Linked DNA regions of Rattus norvegicus: region 1 is linked to region 2. Evidence: chromatin contacts called from public Hi-C data. All regions are on one chromosome and are shown on one strand. The core of a region is the stretch at or near the end of the contact, and the rest is flanking DNA. Distances in the headings are between cores, read along the strand shown.

Evidence for each region. Hi-C and Micro-C count contacts between places; a contact is called where the count stands out from the background.
Region 1: a contact with region 2 is called in a Hi-C map of mammary epithelial cells, with 3 times the contacts expected there. The contact joins two enhancer-like sites. A contact is called at or near these places in 6 of 12 Hi-C or Micro-C datasets (the Rat2 cell line, Schwann cells, frontal cortex and 3 more).

The regions. Positions count from the first base shown.
Region 1 is chr7:116,487,195-116,492,897 of GRCr8, forward strand. It overlaps LOC120093699 (a long non-coding RNA gene), which reads left to right. Exons shown (of 2, transcript XR_005487277.2): 2 at 1-1,335. Among named protein-coding and RNA genes, the nearest start is that of Ttll1, 39 kb to the right of the region's middle. Within about 2 kb of position 2,582, at least 27 of the 93 cell types and tissues checked have an H3K27ac peak or open chromatin away from gene starts, as enhancers often do. A contact at or near this core is called in Schwann cells, where this site is marked.
Region 2 is chr7:116,343,646-116,349,403 of GRCr8, forward strand. It overlaps Arfgap3 (ADP-ribosylation factor GTPase activating protein 3), which reads right to left. Exons shown (of 16, transcript NM_001044273.1): 3 at 1,917-1,989; 4 at 314-445. Among named protein-coding and RNA genes, the nearest start is that of Arfgap3, 13 kb to the right of the region's middle. Within about 2 kb of position 3,321, at least 29 of the 93 cell types and tissues checked have an H3K27ac peak or open chromatin away from gene starts, as enhancers often do. A contact at or near this core is called in Schwann cells, where this site is marked.

The DNA.
Region 1 (5,703 bases), core at 1,332-3,831, 140 kb after region 2:
TCAGTGGAGCGCTTGCCCTGACTCCATTTTCAGTATCTTATACATTGAGCCTGTTGGCAAATGTCTGCAATCCTAGCGCTCATAGAGGCAGGAGGAACAGAACTTCATTGTCATCCTTGGTTATATAGCAAGTTCAAGCCCCTCCCCACTCACACACAGGTGACGAGACCCTGTCTCTGATGTGGGCTGGGAGTGGGAGTGGGAGTGGTGAGGGGTAGAGGATATAGAGACGATTTCCCACATGCCTGCACTCCTTTCCTCCGATCTCCCCTCCACCCCTATCCCCAGCATCTATCACTTTGATCTCAGGTCAGTGGACATAGTTGTTACAAATGACTGATCAACACTAGTATATCACTACTGACTGAAGTTCATAGCACACATTAGGGGTTATGGTCTGTGTTGTTTTCCATAGGGTTTGACCGATTCCTGGGTCTACCTTATCCTACAGAGTCCTTCTATGACCCTAAAAATCTGCCCTCTGTGTTCACAACTATAACCCCAGTACTGGGGAGGCGGAGGCAGAATCATGAGTCTCAGCATAGCCTGGGTTACATAGTAATACTGTTTTTTTCAAAAACAGTTTTGAAGTAAAATTGAGAATTAAAACACAGGCATGTGGTGGTGCAGGCCTCTAATTCTGGCACTTAAGAGATAAAAGGTAGGAACAAAAGGAGTCCAAAGTCACCCTTAGCCACAGAATAAGTTCGAAACTACTCTGAGCTATGTAAGCGCCTGTCTCAAAAACAAAATCCCAAAAACCAAACCAACAAACCAAAAATCCTAAGATGGGCCAACAAGATAGTCCAGTGGGTAAAAGCTACTGTGTGTGCTAGTGAGTTTTATTCAATTTGACACCTGCTAAAGTCATATGAGGGGAGGGAACCTCAACCGAGAAAAATACCTCCATGAGATCCAGCTGTAGGGCATTTCCTTAATTAGTGATTGATGGGGGCTGGTGGTCCTGGGTGCCATAAGAAAACAGGCTGAGCAAGCCAGTAAGCAGCACCCCTTTGCCTCAGCTCGTACCTCCAGGTTCCTGCCCTGCTTAAGCTCCTGACCTGACTTCCTTCGATGATCCTTTCCTCCCTAACTTCCTTTTGGTCATGGTGTTTCATTGCAGCAATAGAACCCTAAGACACTGTGCAAGCCTTGGCGACCTGGATTTGTTCTCAGGAAGCCACAGAGGAAGGAAAGAACTAACATTGAAAGTTATCCTCTGGGGTTGGGGATTTAGCTCAGTGGTAGAGCGCTTGCCTAGGAAGCGCAAGGCCCTGGGTTCGGTCCCCAGCTCCGAAAAAAAGAACCAAAAAAAAAAAAAAAAAAAAAAAGAAAGTTGTCCTCTAACCACACACACACATAACATATACATCCACACACACATACAACATACACATAACACACAACACACATAACATACACATACTAAACACATAACATATACATCCACACACACATACAACATACACATAACACACAACACACATAACATACACATACACATACATACAACATACACATAACACACACATAACATACACATACACGGGGTTGGGGATTTAGCTCAGTGGTAGAGCGCTCAGTGGTAGAGCGCTTGCCTAGCAAGCGCAAGGCCCTGGGTTCAGTCCCCAGCTCCGAAAAAAAAAACAAAAACAAAAAACATACACATACACACATAACATACACATAACACACACAACACACATCATACACACACACATATACACATACACATAACCACACAACACACATCATACACACACACATACACAACATACACATAACACACACAACACACATCATACACACACATATACACATACACATAACACACACAACACACATCATACACACACATATACACATACACACACAACATACACATAACACACAACACACATCATACACACATATACACATACACATAACACATTCATATACACACATCATACACACATATATACACCACATACACACACATACACACATATATACACATACACGTACACGCTACATAACATAATACAAAATAATAATCCAGTAAAACTCTTTAAGCTTGGGTAGGGAAAGATGGATGGTCTATTTGGCAAGAGAGAAACGTGACAGAAAGACAAGTCTGGTCTGGACACTGGCGTGACTGAAATGGTAGGTCTAGGCATGACACCTTGACAGACAACAGCAGAAAGCCTCAGCAGCAAGGTGCGCTTTAATCGGGTCTTAGGGCATAGGAGGATTCTGTAGGGAAGGGAAGAACACTCCAGGAAGATAGATGATCAGTGTGGGCTGCGGCTTTGAGACAGGGGATCACATCACGGAGTGCCAGGAACATGGTGGAGGGGCGTGCTACAAGTGTATCTGCAACTGGGAATGTCACTCTAGTCCAAGTAACCGGCCAGGCCATATGTGGGCTGTGACCTGATGCTCCTAAGCCCAGGCAGCTGCTGGGCAAAAATTTCCACTTGTCTCCCTGCTTCTTGTGGCTCTCAAAGCCTTTCTGTTTGAGCTCCCTTAGAGGTGAGGCAGGAGACACAGCCCTCTCCCTGCCGGATGTGGGTGTCTGGTGTCACCGGGGCAGGACACACCCCTAGCTTTATGGCTATGACTCAGCCCTCACCAAGCCCAGGGCTCTCCCAGCACAGGGCACACCCTCCCTTGGCATACCATACCGGCTGTTCTTTATTAGCAAAGGGCCTTGGGCAGGGTTTGGAAACAGCCTGCCCAGGGGACAATGGGAAAGGAAAGGAGAGGGCAGCTCCTACCAGCAGGTGTGTCATATTCTCTGCTAAGAATAGCTGCGAGGCAGCAAACCCTGGGCCCAGGCCCAAGTGTTCAGGTTCAGCCACTGCTCCTACCTAGGTGGCAGGCAGGAATGACTGTCACTCTCATGTCACTGACCCTCCCCAAGGAAACAGGCTCAGAGAGGCCAGATTGACATGGGAAGCATGAAGGTGGCAGAGATTCCTCCCGAAAGGCACATTCATCTAACGTCTACTGTGTGCTGGCAATGGGGGAGGGCCCAGCCCACTGTGAGTGGTGCCACCCCGGGGGCAGGCAGTTCTGGGTTTTATAAGAAGCAGGCTGAGCAAGGCATTATGACCAAGCCAGTCCAGTAAGCAGCACTCATTCATGACCTCTGCATCAGCTCCTGCCTCCAGTTTCCTGTCCCCTTTGAGCTCCTGGCTTGACTTCCCTGAGTGATGGACTGTAAGCCAGCTTGCAGATGGGAGAGGCGTCTCTGACATCCACAGGATGGAGTAACATAAGGAGCCTCGGAAGTTACTGACCTGACCGATGGTCCAGATGAGGACCAGGGAGGTACCGAGCGGCTGCGGCTCTAGCCACAGCTCTGCAGACTTCCTTCTGAAACGGACCAGGCTCTAACCTAGTCCTGCCTGTGAGATCCTGGAGTGGTTCTGACCCTGGGGAGCACATGCCCTTTCTAGACAGGGAGGAGTCACCTGCACCCAACAGTCAGCTCTTCCAGACCACCTTGCACAGCATCACGCCCTGAGCCCTCAGCGGCAGGCACGGGCTCCTCCCTCCCCTTCCGCCTGTCCACTTGACCCCAGAGTCTCGGAAGCAAAGACCTCGCTGCTTGTCCACAGCTGGGCTAAGTAGTGAAGACCATTGTCATTGCTGACAAAATGAAAACAAATGAACCCTGAAAACCAAAGGACAACAAACAAACAAACAAAAACAAAAAACCTCCAAGCTCCGCCCTTCTGCTCGCTGGCGAAGTCCTATAAGCCCATATCCCTATAGACTGCTTTGTTCAAGCTTGCTATAAGAGTTAAGGATGAATGACCTTGACCTTTCTGTCCTCACTTGTAGGGTGGCTGGGGTCCCAGGCAGGCACCAGCCGCCACACTCACCCTAGACCTCCATTCGAGTCACTCTGGCAGTTTCTGGTTTCACCTTGATTAGAAGATCCGAAACTGGAAGGGCTGGTGACTTCCCCATTATTAGGTTGTTACCCTGAAACAGGATTGCTTTATAACCCTGAGCAAATGACCTCTGCATGGGCAGTCCCTTTGAGAAAGTCCTTTCTTAGAAGGTGCCAACCCCTTTCCCACTCCTGCCCTCTGCTGGCCAGCAGAGGACAGCTCCCTACTCTCTCCTACATCTTCATCTTCCTCAGTGGACTCCCTTCCCATACCCTCAGCTCCCAGCTACCTTCACTGAGAGGCAAGCTCAGGATCACCCTCCCTGCTTCTCTAAGAACACCAACTCTTGCTCCTCGAAAACATCCAATGGCTGCCTAGCGCCTACAGCAAGGGTAAGACTTCTTCACCAGGCATCTTCCAACGTCCGCCCCTCACCGTCTTTGTGAAATGATCTCAAGCCATTCCCCATTCTCCTGCTTCTGTCCATTCGCTGTTATGCAGAGCACAGCTTGAAAAGCAGCTCCAACTGGAAGCCACCCCAGACAGCCCGCATTGGAACGGATGGAGCACCCTCATCCCTGCTGCTCTGGCCTAGAGCACAGGCACACGTACGCGCACACGCGCACACATACACACATGCACACACTACAGCAAGTGTTTGTAAATGCTGCTCTAGAATTTTTTTTAACCCAGCATCTTCCTTTCCTCAGCCATGTGAGGTAAGAGGGCACAGTTTAACTTCCTGGCAGATGAGAAGGCTAAAGCTCAGAGAGGCTCAGTAACTAGTTTGCAGTCACACAGCAAGGCAGCGAGCTAAGCGAGGGAAAGGGCCCAGGTCCCTAGATGCCTGGTCCTGCCACTGAGCAGTTAGCACTAAAATCTTCCCACGAGTCTTTCAGTCCCCAAACTCACGCACATCCAGAGAGTGTTAGGAGTCAGCAGCTTCCACTGTCCAGGCTCCCCCCGGCTATTGTCCCGTGGCTGTGACCAGGTGTTTCCTTTCCATCAGGCTCTGGCCAACATCTCTGCTTTTCCTACATGAAAGCAGCCTCACGCCCAGAGCCACTCAGAGAGTCACATGGTAAACTTCCACAGTAGCTTCTTCCCTCCAGAAGCTTTGTGACCTGCCAGAAGTGCCCTTAAGGCTTTAAGAAATGTCATTTGCAAAGTCCTTAACTGCACCACAGCCCTTACCACTGACCCTGGAGTCTGTGGGTCCCTACCTCACTGAGGAAAATGGCATAGTGCCCAGAGCTGGCTGCCTTGAGATCCCCGCCCTCGCTGCTCACGCACCCTCCCAGTCCCTGAAGTGCAGACTGGAGAAAGCTGTCTACGTGTAAGTTAAGATCAGGAAGGCTTCTGCCAACCTGGGGAGGGATTCAGCCTTTCCTAAACCCAGCGGTGTCCAAACCCCACATCCCCAGGTTGAACCTTAAAGCTTCTTGTTTTCTCCTGTTCTTCCTAAGGTATCACGGGGCAGTGGGTTCATGACGGACAGCAGTGAGAATACGCAGACTGAAACCAGAGTGTCTCAGTACAGGAGGGACCCACTGTAGGCTTGGAGTAGCCATTGTAAAGCTTGGAGAAAGCAGGTCAAGATTCTGCTCTTGGTTGGTGGCTACAGTGGTGGTGACAGCGGCGGAGGCAAGCCATTCAGAAATAGCTGTTACAACCTTGTCTGCAGCACAGGAGCCCAAGAAAGAGGCTGGGACCTAACTAGTAAACCAGCTATGGTCCCTGGGATACAGTGGGCAATCCAAGGCTTGGATGATGGTCACGCTGTTACCTGCTTTAGAATATTGGATTTGGGGCTGGAGAC
Region 2 (5,758 bases), core at 2,071-4,570:
CCATTGTATGGTAGCCTCTGCCGAGCTGTCACATTTGCCTTGCAGACTGTGTACAAGGCGCTCTACTTAACAAACTTGCTTGGCCTAAGACCCGGCTTGTGCAATGTCACCTAACCCCCAGCTTCCCTATCTCCTCATCTCCTCGCCTTCCCGCTTTGGACCCTGTCACTGAAGAATAACCTGCTGGTCCAGGTCACATGTGAGTTGACAAAGCAGAGCCCTTCTCACCACGAGGGGCCACCATGCCCCATACCCTGGGCTCCTCCCAGGAGACTTCAGAGAGATTACGGAACACTTTACCAAAGGGACTCACATCGGTGCCGTGCCTGCGGGTGGCCTGGGTGGCCAGAGTCTTGATTTTCTCCCTGTAGAGCTGAGCTGCACGGCTGTTGTACTTGGCGTTGGTGTCCTTGGTGGCACACCCATGCTGGTGGAAGAAGGAAGACTAAAGAGAAAAGCAGGCAAATTAACAGAAATATCACAAGAGCTCAGACCTCGTGGTCACTGTGCTACTGAATGAGGGGCTTAAAATGTCGAGGGAAAATTCTGATCTAAGGTGATTTTACATTTTGGAAGTCAGTATTTTAGATTTAGGATCTTTTTTTCTGAAGTTTCTTTCTTTTTTTTTTTTTTTTTTTTTGGTTCTTCTTATCGGAGCTGGGGACGGAACCCAGGGCCTTGCGCTTCCTAGGCAAGCGCTCTACCACCGAGCTAAATCCCCAACCCCTAGGATCTTTTTTTAAAATAAAGATTTACTTATTTACTGTATGTGAGTACACGGTTGCTGTCTTCAGATACACCAGAAGAGGGCATCAGATCCCATTACAGATGGTTGTGAGCCACCATGTGGTTGCTGGGAATTGAACTCAGGACCTCTGGAAGAGCAGCCAGTGCTCTTAACCACTGAGTCATCGGTCCAGTCCTAGGCTTAGGATTTTGATTCTAAATATTTAAGCCGAGACATAATTTTTTGAGATATATATTAATATAATTTCATTTTCTTTCTTCTAGCATTTCACCATATATCCTTGCTGGCCTGGAACTCCCTATGTAGACCAGGCTGGCCTCAAACTCACAGAGATCCTCCTGCCCCTGCTTGCTGGGTGCCAGGGGTGCCTTGCCAGGTGTGGGACCACATGGGACCACATACAATTTCTTGCACCTGGCTCAGCTGCACCTGGGAAAGGACTCCAGTTGCCAGTTGGTATCATTTGGAAACAAATGGGGCGGCACTGCTTCAAAAGATTTTTCTGGCTAGACTGTCCTCTTCTTTGTCTAACGTGCTCTGCTCATATTGTACCCTCTTGTACCCCCTGTCACTGCCCGTCCCAACAACTCCCTTTCTTTCATGTTTTCTGTTGGCCTTGCCTTTTTGTGTGACCCACGGAGTTCAGGTCAGGGGCTATTTACTGGAGCCTGAATAACTATCCTCTGGTTATACCACTGAAGAAAATGAACCCTACCATGCCCTGCTACACACACACACACACACACACACACACACACACACACACACACACACACTTCATTGAAAAGGTTTCTACCACTTGAGACCTACATCTCTCTAATTAGTGTAAATACGCATATTTCCAGTGTATGCACAGGGGTCACCCCTTCAAGGGTAAGAACCTCCTTTTGTTTTAAGCATGTCCGCTCTTATACATCCTTGCCTGCTCTCTGTTTCCTTAAAGCACTACGCCGCTGTTCTTTTCTCTTTAATTTGTTTTCTTCAGCTGTGCTGCGACTTGGCCACAAGAGGAGCCTGCTTGTTACCAGATCCCCAGCCCAGCAGGCCCTCCATGGCTTCTGAACAAACATGACCCGAGCTTCTGCCCCCTGAGCCGACTTCTTGCCCCACAGCCCCAGGCACAGCAACTGAACTTCAGGAAAGAGGAGGGAGGGCCTTGGGGACTTACAGCATTTGCGTTCCCGCCAACTTGCATGCATCGAAGCTGGAACCAGGACCAGTTAGAATCCAGTTCTGTGGACCTGGGAGGATCAAGGATTACAAGATGTGAAACTGTCCTTCTCGGGCATCAAACTGCTCACTAAGCTTTCAAGACATTCTCTCAGGGCTGGAGGGATGGCTCAGTGGTTAAGAGCGCTGACTGCTCTTCCAGAGGTCATGAGTTCAATTCCCAGCAACCACATGGTGGCTCACAGCCATCTGTAATGAAATCTGATGCCCTCTTCTCCCCTGCAGACATACTTGCAGGCAGAATGCTGTATACATAATAAATAAATAAATCTTAAACAAAAACAAAACAAACAAACCAAAACCCATGTTCCCGTGCTGTGGGATTCAGGGAATTCTGTGTAGCCAGGCATGGAGCCGGGCACCTCTCATCCCTGTAACCCGCACGGGCGGAGCCTTGCCAGACTTCCATGAGACCCTGTTTCAAAGCCCCCAAGGGGTAGGATGGGAGCTCAGGGTGAGTGCCTGCTATGTGTGGGTGCCTTACCACATGTGTGTCTGTGCACCATGTGCATGCCTGGTCCCTCAGAGGTCAGAAGAGGGAGGTCTGACTGCCTAGAGCTACAGGAACCAACCTGGGTTCCCTGGAAGAACAGCCAGTGCTTTAAATCACTGAGCCATCTCTCCATCCTCTTCTCTTCTCCTTTACAATGTACTTTTATCATGTGCGTGTATGGTGCATATATCACACAGAGGCCTATGGATTCCCTGGGGATGGGGTTACAGGAGCTTCCCTGTCTGACGGGAGTGCGGGAACTGAACCTGGGTCCTCTGCAGGAGGAACCAGGGCTTCCTGCTGAGCCTTCTCTCCAGCTTCCTTGAAGGGGAATCTGAAGCTGAGCTGACAGGGACTCCTTTGGAGCTGATGGTGGAGGCCTGAGCACACCCGCCCCAGCAGGTAGCAGCCTTGGGCAGCACTCACTGCCCCGGGAAGAGCCGAGGCTCTGCACAGCGTCCTAAGACTCTGGGTGCTGAGGAAAAACCGCCCCTGTTAACCAAAGAGGTGAGGAGGCGGAGATGCAGTACCTTCTTTCAAATCCCTTGAGCAGTCAGTCATCTGTCTGAGTCTGAGCAACCCTGGTGCGGGGCAGGGCCAGGACAGTCCCAGCCCTGCGGAGTGCTGGGCCCAAGCATCGTGACTACTTGGTCTGTACACACACTCCTAACTAACTCTGGCTGCCAACCAAAGACAGTTCAGAAATTACTCTGTCCTTTGTAAAGTCACTATCATGAAATTAACCTAAAAATAAAACTCCCCTTGGTTAAATAGACCATCTATGGTTCACAGTGACACGTGTGAGAGCTACCACTGCCTGTGTGCCTGTGCTCATCTGTGTGCGGGTGTGTGGCTGGCAGAGGGAGAGGGAGTAGGAAGGGAGGGGCCAGTGCAGGGGTGTTCATGTCTCACACTGGGGCCGCTGAGATCTTTTCATGGTGGGTATTGTGTTGTTCTTCCGAGCTGGGCCTTTTGTTTACGTCTCTCTTTGTGGGTCTAAGTGATCCACTCGGGCTCCCTGGAGCCAGGCTTGGGATGGCTTGTTTGACTGCTTGCTGGATTTTGTCTTTCTCTGTAGTCCTGGCTAGCCTGGACTTAGTTTCTCCTGTCCACAGCCTAGGCAGCTGCCTTTTGGCTCAGTGCTTTTTAGTTGCTATTTTTTGACTCTTCCTTAAGTGTGTGACTCATACATTTATCTGACTTTTAAGAGGCCCATGTTTGAACCTGCACAGGCCCAACAGATCTTCGTGTTCAGGCTCCAGGCCAGCCCTCTTCCTACCTGCTTTCCTGGAACTCTGTGCACCGGCTTACGCCTCAGAGGTGAACCAGAGCACAGGCCAGAGGATAAGCAGGGACCTGGAAATGAACTGGACTGAACAGCACAAAGCAGAGGGAGGAGCAGTGTGGGTGGCCTCATGCCAGCCCAGCCTTTCTATACTCTGGACAGGGTGTGGCGATGTGTATGAACAGCTCATGACCAATCTGGGAAAAACATTCTGGAAAGAATATCTGGAAGCTGGGGGAGGGGTGGTGGTATTAGGAGTCTGGGAAAGGAAGGTTACAATTCAGAGCCAGTGTGGACCACAGAGTGAGTTTAAGGCCAACCCAGGCAATGTACGAGGACCTGTCTCAAAAGGGCTGGGGATCTCGTTCGTTGGTAGAAGAGTTGCCTAGCATACATTAATGTGGCTCTGTATGCATACAAGGTCCTCAGCTCTGTCCCCAGGGCATTTTCAGCCCCCACATCCCCCACACATGAAGTTATACACTTAGCTTTAACCACAAACAAGAATCAACTCAAACTGGCATGGACCTTTAATCCCAGAACTTGAGAGGCAGGGGCAAATGAACCTGTGAGTTTGAGGCCAGCCTGGTCTACATAGTGAGTTCCAGACCAGCCTGGTCTACATAGTGAGTTCCAGGACAGCCAGGGCTACATAGTGAGATCCTATCTAAGTAACAAAAACAAAACTCAGAAGGGTCAAAGGCATACTGTGATAATCGAAACCAGAAAACTCTTGGAAGGAGCAAGATGAAGACTTACGGCAGTGGGTCTGGTGCGTGTACCTCGAGAGGCGTGTGCTAACTGGACGCCAGGGAAGTTAAAGCAGGTGTATCAAAGAACAGAGTATGGGGCCAGGCAGTGGTGGTGCACCTCTTCAATCCCACACTCAGGTGGCAGAGGCAGCCACCTCTGCCTCTGAGTTTGAGGTCAGCCTGGTCTACAGAGCGAGTTCTAGGACAGCCAGGGCTACACAAGGAAACCTTGTCTCAAAAAAAAAAAAGTGAGAAAATATTTTCAAATCGTGTCTATTATAAGGGATCAGGATATGGCAAACATAAAGAACTCTGAAAGCTCAACACAATGAACGACCCAATCCAAACCAGGCAAGAGCAGGAATAGGAATCTTCAGAGCAGAAACACAGAGGGTCCACGGTGCATGAGAAGATGGCAAGTAGCAACCACTGGGAAATTCACATCAGAAATATGAGGAGAAACTACCTCACACCCAATGGCTGGTACGAGGGGGGGGGAGGGTAGGAGGGAGGGACGGAGGAACGGAGGGAAGGAGTCTTGGCAGCATGCATGAGGCCCCTGGTTCAGTCTCCAGCACCACAGAAAAGACAAAAGAGCAGAGGCAGGAGGGTGAGGGCCAGGAAGAGGAGGAGAGGAAGAGGAGGAAGATGCTGTGTGCCAGTGAAGATGAGAGGAAATGACTCCTGCTGTTCTGATGGCGCTGGCGGGAATGTATGGACAGAGTCGTTCTGGACAAGGAGGAGCTTCCTCACAAGAGGAGAAACATAATCACCGCTGGAGTCATTGACAGCACTTCCGAGTGCTGTCCCCAAGGGACTCAGGACAGTTCTCAAAGTGACACTTGTATGTACGAACTCAAGGCATCTTTATCTAAATGGCTACCATGTGGGAGCAATTCAAGTGTCTACCCACGGTTGGACAGACAAGCAAATCGGCGTCTACAGATCACTGGGGTGTTATTCAGCCTCAGCAGAGGCAGGGGATACGGACCATGAACAATGGGTGGTAAGCGTGCGCTAAGCAAAACGAGCCAGTGCAAGGCAGCCAGCACCCAACTCTGTCCATATGCGATGTGAAGGCTTGAGTCAGTGACCACAGGCTCCGGTGCCAAGCCCCTGGTCCCAGCTGGTGGATCTGTGTGGAAGGTTATGGCACCTTAGGAACTAGAGCCTTGCTGGAGGATGTCAGTCAGGGAGGCTTTAAGTTCTTAGAACCTTGCCACTCTTCCTGACCTCTCTCTGCCTTCTGG